Regions from separate parts of the Callithrix jacchus genome. Here region 1 is linked to region 2. Evidence: chromatin contacts called from public Hi-C data. All regions are on one chromosome and are shown on one strand. Each heading gives the region's core, a stretch centred on a gene start, on an enhancer-like site or on the middle of the called end of the contact. The rest is flanking DNA. Distances are from core to core; before and after follow the strand shown.

The links. Hi-C and Micro-C count contacts between places; a contact is called where the count stands out from the background.
Region 1: a Hi-C map of induced pluripotent stem cells shows a contact between it and region 2, with 1.9 times the contacts expected there. The contact joins the promoter of ANXA5 here to the enhancer-like site in region 2. A contact is called at or near these places in 3 of 3 Hi-C or Micro-C datasets (induced pluripotent stem cells and skeletal muscle).

Annotation. Positions count from the first base shown.
Region 1 is chr3:75,996,085-76,002,587 of calJac240_pri, reverse strand. It overlaps ANXA5 (annexin A5), which reads right to left and starts at 1,839. Exons shown (of 13, transcript XM_002745469.7): 1 at 1,735-1,839; 2 at 1,440-1,496. The coding sequence starts at 1,448.
Region 2 is chr3:75,957,324-75,964,053 of calJac240_pri, reverse strand. No RefSeq gene overlaps it. Among named protein-coding and RNA genes, the nearest start is that of SMIM43, 37 kb to the right of the region's middle. Within about 2 kb of position 2,258, at least 2 of the 16 cell types and tissues checked have an H3K27ac peak or open chromatin away from gene starts, as enhancers often do.

The DNA.
Region 1 (6,503 bases), core at 590-3,089, 39 kb before region 2:
CAAGATAGAAAAAACATTCCTCAGGAAAGTTAATTTCACAGAAAAGTATCCTTTCTATGGAGAAGAACCTAAACCAAACTTTCCACTTGAGTAATATGAGAATTGAGTAACATATAAGTGCAAAAGAGGAAGTAAGAATGGGAGCACTGTAAAAGTTTAATGAAGTAACTAACTCATCTTAATCCTCCCATTTTCACTTGGAAAGGACCAAGAAACCTTATTCAATTTTGATAAGTCAATCTGATAAAAAGTGAACTACAAATAAGAGACAGCATTGTTTTAGCAGTTAAAACATTTCTTTAAAAAAAACTATCTGGACTCTGATAAGTCAGTTAGATTGACAAGATCTGTGGAATCAGTTGTGGAATTTTTAAGCCCTGATATCTTACTCACAAAACACTGTATAACATCCTCAATTTTGGAGATCTTAAACTATTTTCTTTTTCCTACATTTCTGAAAACATTAATAACAGTAAAGAAGCCAGGCATGGTGATAGAGGACTGAAATACCAGCACTTTGGGAGGCCCAGGCAGGAGGATCACTTGAGGCCAGGAGTTTGAGACCAGCCTGGCCAACATGGTGAAATCCGGTCTCTACTACAAATCCAAATATTAGCTGGGTGTTCTGGCATGTGTCTGTAATCCCAGCTACTTGAGACTGAGTCAAGAGAATTGCTTGAACTGGGAGGCAGAGGTTGTAGTGAGCCGAGATCGTATCGCTGCACTCCAGCCTGGGCGACAAAGTGAGACTCCTTCTCATAAAAATTATATAAATAAATAAAATAATAAAAAAAGAGAGAAAACACAGTAAAGAAAGCCTGCATAGCCTGCGTAAGATTATCCATTTCTGAAACCGTCCCGAGGCAAATTCAGTTGAGAACCCGTTCCACGAGTTCATTGCTTAAGAAAAAGAGCACTTGTGTTTAGTCTTTCGCATAAAAAAAAAAAAATAATTAGAGCCTACAACGAACAGTTTCTTTTAGTAAAATTGGGCTGAGCAACTGGAAAAAGCCAGTGATCAATCACAGTATTAAAATACTTTGCGGAAAAAAAAAGAAAGGAAGTCAAGGAGGGGGGAAAAAGTGTGTTCGCCTCACATGACCACGATGAGCTGTTCTCATTCTGGTTCTAATTTTAGTGACTCTCTGGATTTTGGGGAAGGCCTACTTTTACACATTCACTCATGAAAAGGGAGCGCACACAAATCCGGCCACGTCACCGGCTGCTGCGCTCGAGGGCTGGTGCTCCACGGGAAGAACCGGGACACAGGAAAGAGGGTGGGGAAGCCAAAGGGAAACAAGAAAGGTGGAAGCGATGTCCCCAAAGCAGCTTCCGTTTCCTCCTAAACTTTTTGACTTTCAGACAAATTCTAAAAGTCCCTCATCCCAGCATACAAAGCTGTGGGTAAATCCAGCTCGATGCGGGGCGCACGGCCTTACCTGTGCCATGGCGTTTCCGTTGACCGACGAGTCAGGTCAGGGGAAGGCGAAGCAGGACTGCAAAAGACGAGACACCTCTGGCTTAGCGCGCCACTCGCAACTCGCGCCCTCCCCAAGCGCAGGTCGGCGGGCACGCGGCAGCATTCAGACAGTCCCTAGGGCCCCGCCAAAGGGCCGACCCGCCCTCTCGTAGCTACCGGGATAACTCTTGGCCGAGCGTCCGCGCGAACCCAGTGCCCGGGGACCGCTCCCCTCTCCGGAGGGAGCCCCCTCCCCGGGCCAGGCGGCCACTCACCCAGACCGTGGGACCAAAGTGCCCCGAACCCGCGGAAGAGCGGCGGAGCGCGGGACGGCGGTACGGGATGCCGAGGCTGAAGGATCCGGCAGCTGCACCCAGACTGATCCAGGCAACGGAAACGCCATCGGCCCCGCCCCGGCCCTGCCCGGCTTGGCCCGGCCCACCCCCGCCGGGCCTCGACCGCAGGCTGACTGCGCCAGCCCGGCCCGCCCCTGCCCGGGCCTCAGCGCGCCTGCGTGGGCGCGGCTCGTCCCAGTTGGTCTCCCGGGGCCCGGATTGTCCCGCGGGCCCCGCGGGTCTGTATGGGGCGCGGCCGCAGGGCTGCCAGAACCGGGAGGGGGCGCAGCTCCCCTGAGTGTCCCGGCTATCGCCTGATCCTTGCACCGCTGGAAGGGCGTGGGGTGCTGTTCAGGACTCGGGGTTTGGGGATGTTTGAGCCTCCCTGCCGTCTGTTACCGCAGGAACCATAGCCTCACTCGGGTGCTCCACATAGCAGTGCGTGAGCGTCTTTTTGGAGGCGAGACAAAATCACTGCAGCTAAGGACAGCGCGCCTTTGACCATGGGATAGAAAAAACGTGAAGGGAGGGCCGTTTCCCAAGTTGTTTTTGTTTCTGTTGTTTTGTTATTGTTTTTAATGCCAATGATTGCTTCCTAGATGGCCCTCTTTTACATATACAGCCTTCTAGTAGCATATTTCAAAGCCTCTACTTCCAATCAGTTTCTGTTTCCAGAACTAGCCTAGAACTTTAGTGACTTAAATTTGAGCCATGCCTCATATTGGTTCAACAAAATATGAGTATATGAGAGAGAGGGGAGAGGAAGGGAGAATCTACAGCATATTGTACTAGCATGCTGCTGTGTTCTGTGAAAGGACCTTATGTGCACAGCAGCCCCCAAATGCGAAGGAACCAAGACACCAAAGAACAAGACAGACAAGTCCGTCTGGATATTGGAGGATATTGTAGACAGAAGCGTGGCTTTGGGCTGCAGCAAGCAGATAGATTTCTCCGCTGTTACTTCCCAGACCCTGGCCTTGTGCCTTAAGGAAAGAGTATACTGCTCTGTGCAAGACAATTAAAGGCTGCCCTCCAGGACAGGTGAGAATGCTGTATGTGTCATTACCTATAATGTGTGCAATAGCATCAAGGTTGACATGTTCTTATGCTAAGGACAGTTTTAAAAAAAAATCCTAGGAATCTGGAGGTACTCATGAAACTGAGGTTCATCAAAGGTCGACGTGGCAGATTCACATCCAGGATATAATCAGTTTTGTCTCTACATGTTGAAAAAGAAAAAGTAGAAGACACAGTGACCTTCTCAGACTTACTGGTATGGGGAGGGACGGTGCCAGGGCAGAAGAGGCAAGAGGACAAGTTTGTGACACTAGATGCAGTGTTCTAGACATACACTAGAATGAGAAGTGCAGAGTGCTTCTCAATATGGAGGTTAAGGGTAAGAGATAAGGAGCTAGTCTTCTTTGAGAATGAGGAAGAATTAAATGGACAGCAAGTATGCTTCTTTGTATAGAAGTTTTCATTTGCTTTCATGTGTGAACCACATGCTTATTCCAGCCCTGACAAAGTCACAACAGAGTGGTTGTTCTCTGGAAAAGCAGGCAAAATTGCAAAGTATGTGGAGCTTGGCAACCCCATCACCCCCACTCCACTGGCAGGTTGCCTTTCCTCTGGGAGCCTCCTCTCCACCAGCTCAGCTGTCTACTCAGCCTCAGGCTCTCCCCAAGTCAGCACCTCCCCCGGGCTTTCTTTACAGGCATTAATATATGTGAAGGCAGCCCTTTTCTGAGCATCTATCTCTGTTGCTCCTGCTTTTCTACTTTCTCTCTTCCCGGCACCAAAAAGCAGGACCTTTAATCTTGCCTAGAGCATTCTTCTTTCCCACCCACATCCACTTGAACTCTGTTTGCTTTTCTCACTTTCTACTCTTGCATTAATGGAATTAAACAGGACCTCAGAGATCCTATATGTGACGATCATTGATTTTATAGGTACATGAGACTCATCATGGGTTAATGACTTGCTCTATGTCCTGCAGCCAAATACTTATGGAATTGATGAGTTATTGGACCCAGAGTCTTGATGTACCCCGGTTAGCATTGCTTTCACTCCCAGTAATATCAGTTTATTCAACTCCTACTCTGGACCAGGCACAGGTTTAGGCACTGGGGATAACACAGTAAATGAAACAAAGGCCCTGCCCTCATAGGTCACACATTCTGGTGGAGGAAACAAACAATAAACAAATATCTAATATGTCCTGCGTGATGTGTGCTATAAAGAAATAAAGTGCTTGGGAATGGAAATAAAGGGAACACTATTTTGCAAAAATGATATGAAGCCATTTCTGAGAAGCATTGAACATAAACCTAAATTGATACAATTTAATTGTACTTGGCAACTATACACTGAGCACCTGTGGAAAAGCCATACCAAGAGTTTGCACATTAATAGTATAGATAAAGCATGTATACAGACACTACAATGAGAGACAGACTACAAATCATGAAAAAATGCATAGAATACAATCAAAGTGTGATTAGTTTCAGAGGAAAGAGCTAATGTTTTGTCAAATGCTTGACATGGCATTTGATTTAGGCTTCTGAGAGAGGATATTGTATCAGACTATGAAAGAAAGAAAGGGTGGTCTGGTTAAGTGAACCAAAAGAAAGAAAGGATCTCTGTGTCTGTGTGATTTGAACTGTCTAAAATGGCTGGAGTGGAAAGTACATAAATAGGGACTGCCACATAAAGATTCTGCTTTGAATCATGTATCGAACTGATGGATTTGGAACAACTGATGTTCCTGACTACTTAGTGTTGTAAATGATAGGCACTCAGGAAATCTCTTTCACTACCTCTTCTCAGCCTAGTAACAGAGAGGGAGACTTTCTAAAAGGAAAATGATATTTATTTGGGAATGTGCATTGCGGTAGAAATATGCATGCCATGTTAAACTGTTTTGCGTATTCAGGGAGGTAAAGGAAGACAATATTTTTCAAGGAAGAAGGCGGAGAATTACATCATCATTTTGAGATAATTGTCTTTGGCTATAGTAATCAATAACAAGAGTGGCACCAGTCCAAGGTTGTACAGGCAGTTGCTGGGCAGATGTCTCTGCTGTCTCTGCAGAAGTTCTCTCTCTCTGTGTGTGTGTGTGTGTGTGTCTGTGTGTGTGTGTGTGTGTGTGTGTGTGGTTGCAATGGCCATTTTCCAAAGTTGTGGTTTTTCAGTATTGAAAAATATTGAAAAATACTTCTTGTTATCAGGCATTTATGTATTAGAACTCTCCCTTCATGGCCTTCCCCAGCCATTTGTCAGGAATTTGTCTTGTGTTTTAACACAAGTGACCCCATTTTAATGCTGATAGCTTTTACATTCTTGAAATCAAGTGTCTGTCATTCATCCCCCAATGTCCTTTATCAGTGTCCCTATGTCCTTTATCAGTGTCCAAATGTCATCTTTGGAATCGCTGCCAGACTCTCCAGTTGACTCTGATCTTCCTAATTAAACTTTCCCTTCCTATACATTTAAAATTAAAGTTATTTCTCAGTGTATTGTCTTTGTGTTTTGCTCATTATAAGTACTACATAATAATTTTGGCTAGTTGTTACACTATTCTTGGATGTAAATAGTGAGTTTCAGCTGTTTTCTATGAGACACTCAGGCCACATTGGTTTTCTTTCTATTAGTGATATATACCAAATGCAGAGTACTAATTTACAAACACGCTTTTGAAACTCAATTTATTTGTTAAATCAGGATTTTTCCACATTTCTCTCAATTACTTGGATCATTCAGGAACTACACAATTTATTCTAAATAAGTCACTGAGCTTCTTTGTGTTTTAGTTTCTGTATCTCTCAACTCTAATATTTTAATCACATATTCATGGCCCTACTGTTTCCTTTGATTATACTGACACATATAAAGGAGAAAATGAGTTACAGCCTTTTTATAAATAAGTACAAAATAACTTTAATTTTAAAAGACTTGGAATCCTGTTTTTTAGAAAATTATAACATTTTCAACTAGTCTACTTTAAAAATTGTTTTTGTTTAATAAATGCAATTGTTGCAAATTATGGCAAGTTAAGAAGAAACGATGGCAGGAGAATGAATTGCATGAAGAAAAGAAAACAAGAGAGAGTGGCTGAAGAGGAAGGTAAGGGCTAGATACGAAGGGAAAGGAGGAACATCATGTCTTCCAGACAAGATCTGGAAAGACCACACACTGTGAAGACAGTTGAGTTCAAATCCCTACTCTGCCTGCATACCAGAGATGTGACTTGGACAAGCTATGTGATTTCTCTGATCCTTGGCTTCCTTATCTAGAGTGGAAGTTAGTTTCAAAGAAGCTAATTTGTGAAACTGCCAAACAATTTGTGAAAAAGGGTTGGTTCCATTCTACCATGTCTCTTTTTTCAGAATCCCTCATCATCATTCTCAGCTCCTGTTCTGATGATTAAGGACCTACCTTCATATTAAAAGCAAAAATAACCTCCTCTGGACCCACTGCTCCACTGCAGCAGGACCTATCCTATTGCAGGCCAGTCTCTCAGAGATGGCAGGCCCAACTGTTAGAGGCCAACCTGATGTTTCTTGGTGCCATTACCTTTCTGCCGGCCTAGTCTTCCTCATCCAGAGTCTACCATCAATGGCTTCTATCAACATATAGCAACATACAGCTAGCCTAGACCCCTACCCTCTACTCTTCTCTCCACATGCAGGCCCTCTGATACCCATTTGCTG
Region 2 (6,730 bases), core at 1,009-3,508:
GGGACAGGTGCGAGTTTACTTGTGGGAGTTGCCTTGTTTGAAAACTTAGATTTGGATGGAAAGAGACCAGTGTAGGAAGAACTACTGAGGATTAATGGTGCCTGTTCCCAAGCTCCACTTTGCAGTTTTCCAGTGCTTTTGTCCTTGCCTCCAATAAGACTTGTTTTTCTTGCCCCCAGGAAAAGTTTCACAAAACACTACACTTTCTCTGTGTGACACACTGGTATTTTCTGTTCTGATTCTATTTCATTCCATTTCATTTTCTCTAATGCTAGTGTTGAATTAGTTGGTGATCATGTGTCCTGGTTTGCCTAGTTGATGCCCTTATCCCTATAATTATTAATGACTCTCCCTTTCAACCATTAAATTGATTTCATAATGCATTGCTCAGGTTTGGAAAAATCCTGCTGTGGAAAAAGAAGCTTCAAGCAGCAAGCGAAGGAACTGTTTTCTCAAGGAGGGAAGAGGCCCAGGCCCCTGCAGAGCTGCCTCAGGGCCAAAAAACAGCACTGCAAGGAATTCACAATTTCTGAACCAAGGTCTGTGCCTTGGCAGAGTACAAAGGCAGCCGTGAGATGTCCTCCCCCAGAGTGGTTTCTCAGTAGGTCATGGAGCAGGGTCCCTATTCTCCCAGAGACCACAGATCTGAAAGAGGAGGATATTTGGTTCAATCCACTGAGACATGTGCAGCTTGTTAAGGAATTTGGGATTCCTATACTGCAATATGCAGGTTAGAGCAATAATCTAGGAAGATCAAATTATTTCTGATAATGTTTAAACTCAATGGTTTAAAGAAATTAATTATAATTGATTTTCATAAACATGTATGTGACCAGGCAGGGTGCAGTGGCTCACGCCTGTAATCCCAGCACTTTGGTGGACTGATCACTTGTGGTCAGGAGTTCAAGACCAGCCTAGCCAACATGATAAAACCCTGACTCTACTAAAAAAACAAAAATTAGCTGGGCGTGGTAGCAACATGCCTGTGGTTGCAGCTACTCAGGAGGCTAAAGCAGGAGGATCACTTGAACCCGGGAGCTGGAGGTTGCAGTGAGCCAGGATTGTGCCACTGCACTCCAGTCTGGGTGACAGAACGAGATTCTGTCCCTAAATAAATAAATAAATCGGTGGAACCAAAATATGCTAGAAATAAATGATAGTTACTTAATATTGCTTATTCGTAAGTTTTTCAAAAGTAAAAAGCCAAAAATTTATGTTTTCCTTAAAAAGAAATTTGTTCAGAGGTACCAAATTTTCAGTAGCTTTTCTATGAATAACATTTAAATTTGAAACGAGCAGATTAAACATTTTAAAAACATTTTTTTCTATAGAAAAGGAAAATTTTAATTACTTTAAACTGCTTTGGATATTCATTTATTTAAATCTTTCTCCCTCTTTCCCCTATCTTAAAATATGTTTGAGATGAGTAAAAGCACATAGAATTTGTTAAGGACACTTCAATTTAGGAGGAAGTGTTTGAAAAAAGGACTGACCCATATTCTCTTCAAACATTTTATTCTTACTTAAAAAGAAAAGAAGGGTAGTTTTTTGCTACATTTAAAAAAATAATTGCTATGGTTTGAATGTCCCTTCCAAAACTCATGTTGAAACTTAATCCCCAAACTAGCAATATTGAAAGTTGGGACCATTAAGAGGTGATTGAATCATAAGGTCTCTGCCCTCATGAATGAATTATTAATCCATTGATAGATTAATGGATTATCAAAGATGGGGGAACCAGTGGCTTTATATGAAGGGGGAAGACCTGAGTTAGAATGTCAGCATGCTCAGCCCCCTCACTGTGTGATGCTCTGTGCTGCCTCAGAACTCTGCAGAGAGTCCCCACCAGCAAGAAGGCCCTCACCAGATGCAGCTCCTCAACCTGGGATTTCTCAGCCTCCAGAACTTCAAGAAATAAATTTTCTTGCTTATAAATTAGCCAGCCTCAAGTATTCTAAGCAGCAGAAAACAGACTAATGCAATGATTTTCACATTTCTACTTGAAGTGACTAATAGCAAGATATTTCAATCTTCTAGTCTTTCAAAAATAATTACGTTTTATAATTCCTAGTGACACTTCCCTCTCTACAAGTCTCATTTAAGAAAACTGAAAAGTATTTATTTAGGTTCTCAAAGTCAATTGGTAATAAAAGGAATTTGCATGGTTTTTTTCTTTGCTGCTGCTTCTGAGCATGGCTTTAGCAGTGCCACATCATGAATCCAGCAATGTATAGCAATGTATATTCACACATTCTTCTCATGTACTGTGCTAGGCTGTGGGGCTTAAGGCAACAGACAGCTTCTCGCTTTTTTTAGCTTTCCAGGCAAGAGCCCAAAACAACTTGTTAAAATAGGTGTTTTAAGAAAGATAGAAATGAAAGCATTATAGCCATGATAGAATGCTTTGAAATGTCTTCTATCCCAGTAGTCCCTCCTCTAGAATACCAGGCTGTCCTTGCAAATGATAAGCTGGATCTTTATTGTCCATGTTCAGGGGGCTACAAGCATGGGTGTTCTTTAATACTCCACTGATCAACGTGGATCAGATTCAAACAGCCCAAGAAAGCCACTCTTGTAAACATTTCTAAGACCTCATGCCAGGCTACTTCATTCCTTCTGCATCTCTTCTTTAAGCATTTCTTTCACTTGGCTTCCAGCATCGCTCTCTGGTCGGCCTTTTTCCCACCTCTCCAGTCTCCTGCCTCATCTCTTTTTCTGGGTCCTTTCCATTTGCTCACCTCTGAACATTGCGGTGCGTTAGGATTGGCATCTTTTTTCCCCTTCCCATACTCCCTTTTTGGGTGATCTCATTTATTCTCACCACCTTCACTTGCTAAGCAGTCTCATTCATTCTCATGGCTTCAAATGCCATCTGTATGTTAATGTTAATTCTACATCTCCCAAATGTAGAATTCTGAATTCAAGCTTAATGCATCTACAACTGAGTTTCTATTATTGCTTCCACCCCCAGCCTGCTCCTTTTATTGTCTTCTCCATCTCAACTGACGGCAACCTCAACTTGCTAGTTGCTCAGGCCAAAAACCTTGGAGTCATCTTTGACATCTCTCTTCCTTCGCATTCTGCATCAGCAAATGTGGTTGTCTCTGCCTCAAAATGTGCCCGGAGGTCGGGTATGGTGGCTCACGCCTGTAATACCAGCACTTTGGGAGGCTGAGGAGGGCAGATCCCTTGAGGCCAGAAGTTCAAGACAGGCTGGCCAACATAGTGAAACTCCATCTCTACTAAAAATACAAAAATAAGCCAGGCATGGAGGTGGGCACTTGTGGTTTCAGCTACTCACAAGACTGAGGCTGGAGAGTCACTTGAACCCAGAAGGGAGAAGTTGCAGTGAGCTGAGATAGTGCAGTGCACTCTAGCCTGTGTGACTCTATATTAAAAGAGAAAATGCCTAACTAGAATTTGACTTACCCAGTACTGCCACATTTTACAATTCCAAGAGGCCCGTCTAACATTAAACATATAGTTAACTGGTGCCTCTGGAAGCTCTTGATCTGCGAGTCTCACCACCTCCACTATTACCATCGTGGTTCAACCAACATTGTCTTTTGCCTTATTGTGCAATAGCCTTATACTTCCTTCTTCCCCATTCAGTGTATCATCAATATAATACCACTGAGATTCTGTTAAACCACACGTCGTATTATATCACTTCTCTCCTCAAAACTCTCCTGTGGATTCTCAATTCAGAGTAAAAGCAAACACTTTACAGTGACCTCTAAGAGCCTACCTGATATGGTTGCCTGTCACCAACCTGATCTCATTTTAATAAGCACTCTGCCCTTCCCTCACTCCATCCTTGGCAGACTGAACACTTTGCTATTCACCAAACATGCCAGGAACCACAGGGCCTTTGCATTTTCTGTTCACCTTGCCTGGAATGATCTTACCTCATATTTCTCTCATTTTTCAGTCACCTTCTGAATAAGGCCTTCCCTGGCCACCCTATCTAAAATTTTAATCATTCTGCCCTGCACTCCCCATGACTTTCCCTGCTTTATATGTTCTCATTAGCACATTTTACTACCTAAAGCTGTGGGAAGATACAGCATCATCCTCCAGAATGCAAAAAGCACTCTCCATTTAATGACTTTGGTATGGTGCTGTGTCCCCAGTAAGCAGAATACACGGGTCCAGGAATCAAGGGGTGGAAGCAAAAATGACCCTGTTTATGATCATTCCTAGTGATCCACTTGTGAAATTTGTGGATATACCCATGATACTGTGATGTCATTAAATAGCTAAGGTGTGCTTTTACAAAAGAAGTTTAGCTTTGATTTTGCGAAGCATTTTCACCCATGAAAAGCACAAGTGACCTGTATGGAGGTGGATTTGTTCATAATCACATTGGATATTTTCTCTGAATAGTTCTTTTCAATCCCAATACTCCACCTGGTGGTCATAAAAGCTTAGATGCTGAATAAAGATCAGGCTGATAGTGTGTTCCCCAAATTCAGGCTGAGTCCTCTGGTCACAAGTCCTTAGACTTGGACTCAAGGGTCCAAGGCTAGAGGCTAATTGGGAACACCATGTGCTGTGGGTTCAGAGTGTGAAAAGAAAGGGAGGTGTAGGGAAAATGATGCCGACATAATAACACCTTCCTCGGGGCTGTGGTCAGGATTCAGTGAGCTAACCTCATATCAGCATAGGGCCTGCTATGTGGTAGACACCTAATAGATTGCACACTTTTATTATCATTAATCCAAGATGAAGACATGTGGTGGGTGTGTCAGTAGACATAATCAAAAGATTACCCAAGAACCCATTTTTAAGAACTGTGATTTTTGAGCCCAGATCTGAGAGGTGATATCAATTTCCAAAGATTGATTCCCTCTTCCAGGACAGACGTTTCACATAAGAAAATAAACATTGAGGCTATGAGTTAATGCAATTTGACAAATATGGAGGGAAGCTCAAATATTGTTATAAATCATAAAATTTTTACAAGGGAAAGGATTCAGTTTAGATTAGAGGTACAAAAAAATGTATCATAATTCAGAGACTCTCTTCCAGAAGAACATGTGTAAGTATAATGAATGTGAAAAACAGTTCAATTCCGGCTCCCCCTTTACTGTCCTTCAGAGAACACACGCTGGAGAGGGCAGATGTGCAGTGACTCCAGGAGCGTACTCACTGCAGCTCTGCTTTGCCTCATGTCAGCAGCCTCGCTGGGCAGAAACCTCACACACATAATGAATGTGGAACGCTCCAGGCCCCACAAACATCAGAGGGATCGCACTGGAAATATTTAGATCCCAGCATTGCTTCTCTCTCCTCCCGACTACTCAGATGCTCATTATCACTGTGTTCATAGATCTTTGGCTCTTGATTATGTTTTAGTTAGGTCAAAAAGTCTGCGACATTGATCAAATCCTATTACTACTACTAACTTTTAATGGCTCATCTGAACCTATTGAATATAGTCAGAACTCTCCAAAATGTCTCTGTGTGCATTCTGAAGTTCTGAGCAGGAGGCTGAAGGACCCCAGGGCACAGGGTGTGTTTTCATCTTTCCCTCCAGGAGAAATCTGTGACTTTGCAAGATTAAAGAGGATGTGAGAAGTGACCAATGGCTTTCTTTATGGATAGGGGTGAATATGGATTTCTGGAACAGTGGACTCCTGTGGAGGCTGGACTATATTTTTGCATAAGCTAGAAAGTATACATTCAGCAGAAAAGTGCCAACCTGACATTTGCAAGGAAGAAAAAAATGCCCAGATACAACTGTATACATATGAAGAATACCAGCAATCACATGGGAAGAACAATAGCATCAGAGCAGACTAAGAAGTCTGGGCAGAAAACAAGGAAGTAGATTAGGAACAACAATATCATGACTTCAGATATCTATATAAATTACCTAAGTATAGGGTAATTCATAATAAATCTAGTGAATTTAAAATTTTAGCAAAAGGAGAGGAATACTGTGTCAAACAAAAGAAGATATTGTGAAATGGGACAAAAAAGTAAGAACGCAGTGATGGAAGACTAAACTAAACGTTAGGTAACATTTATTGATCAGTAACTATACATCACATATGTTCACATATGTTCAAGGTGTTTCACAAGTATTATTATCTGCATTTTCAGATGTGGAAACTGAGGCACAGAGAGGCAGTCAGGTGATCAATATAGCATTTAAATGCAACAGCCTGGCTCCAGTGTCTAAGCATACTGCCTTTCTAATAGAGTAGAGCCAGCCAACAGAGAGTGAGAGCAATATGCTGGAGAATGGAATCAGTCATTGTGAGATCATTTCAGCTGCAAATAAAATGAGAGGGAAAAAAATGAAATTAATATAAGACAGGGATCCTGGGCAGGCATTAGCTAGAATAATGCAGTTTAATTCAGAGAAATAGTTGGCACAGAGACAAAATGTAGTACTGATTGATTATTTCAGCTGTTAGAAAATCTGTTGTCCAAATGTCCTCCCTTCCTCTGTGTGGGTTCTGAGAAGCCACAGCTGGTAGAGGCAGTTGTGCATCAAAGCTGCAAGGAATGTGGAAAAATTATAGAGAGCAGGGTGAGAACCACAAGTTTAGGAGCTGGCAAATGGTCTTCTCTTCAAAAAGCAGACAGAGTGGGCTAGGGTGAGGAGAGGAGTCTGGAAATTATGAAAGAACAAGTTTAATGTCAATCCATATCAAAATTCTATGTTTAAAAATACACTCTGTGAGCATTTAGATGTGAAGCCATCTGAAAACCACTAAGC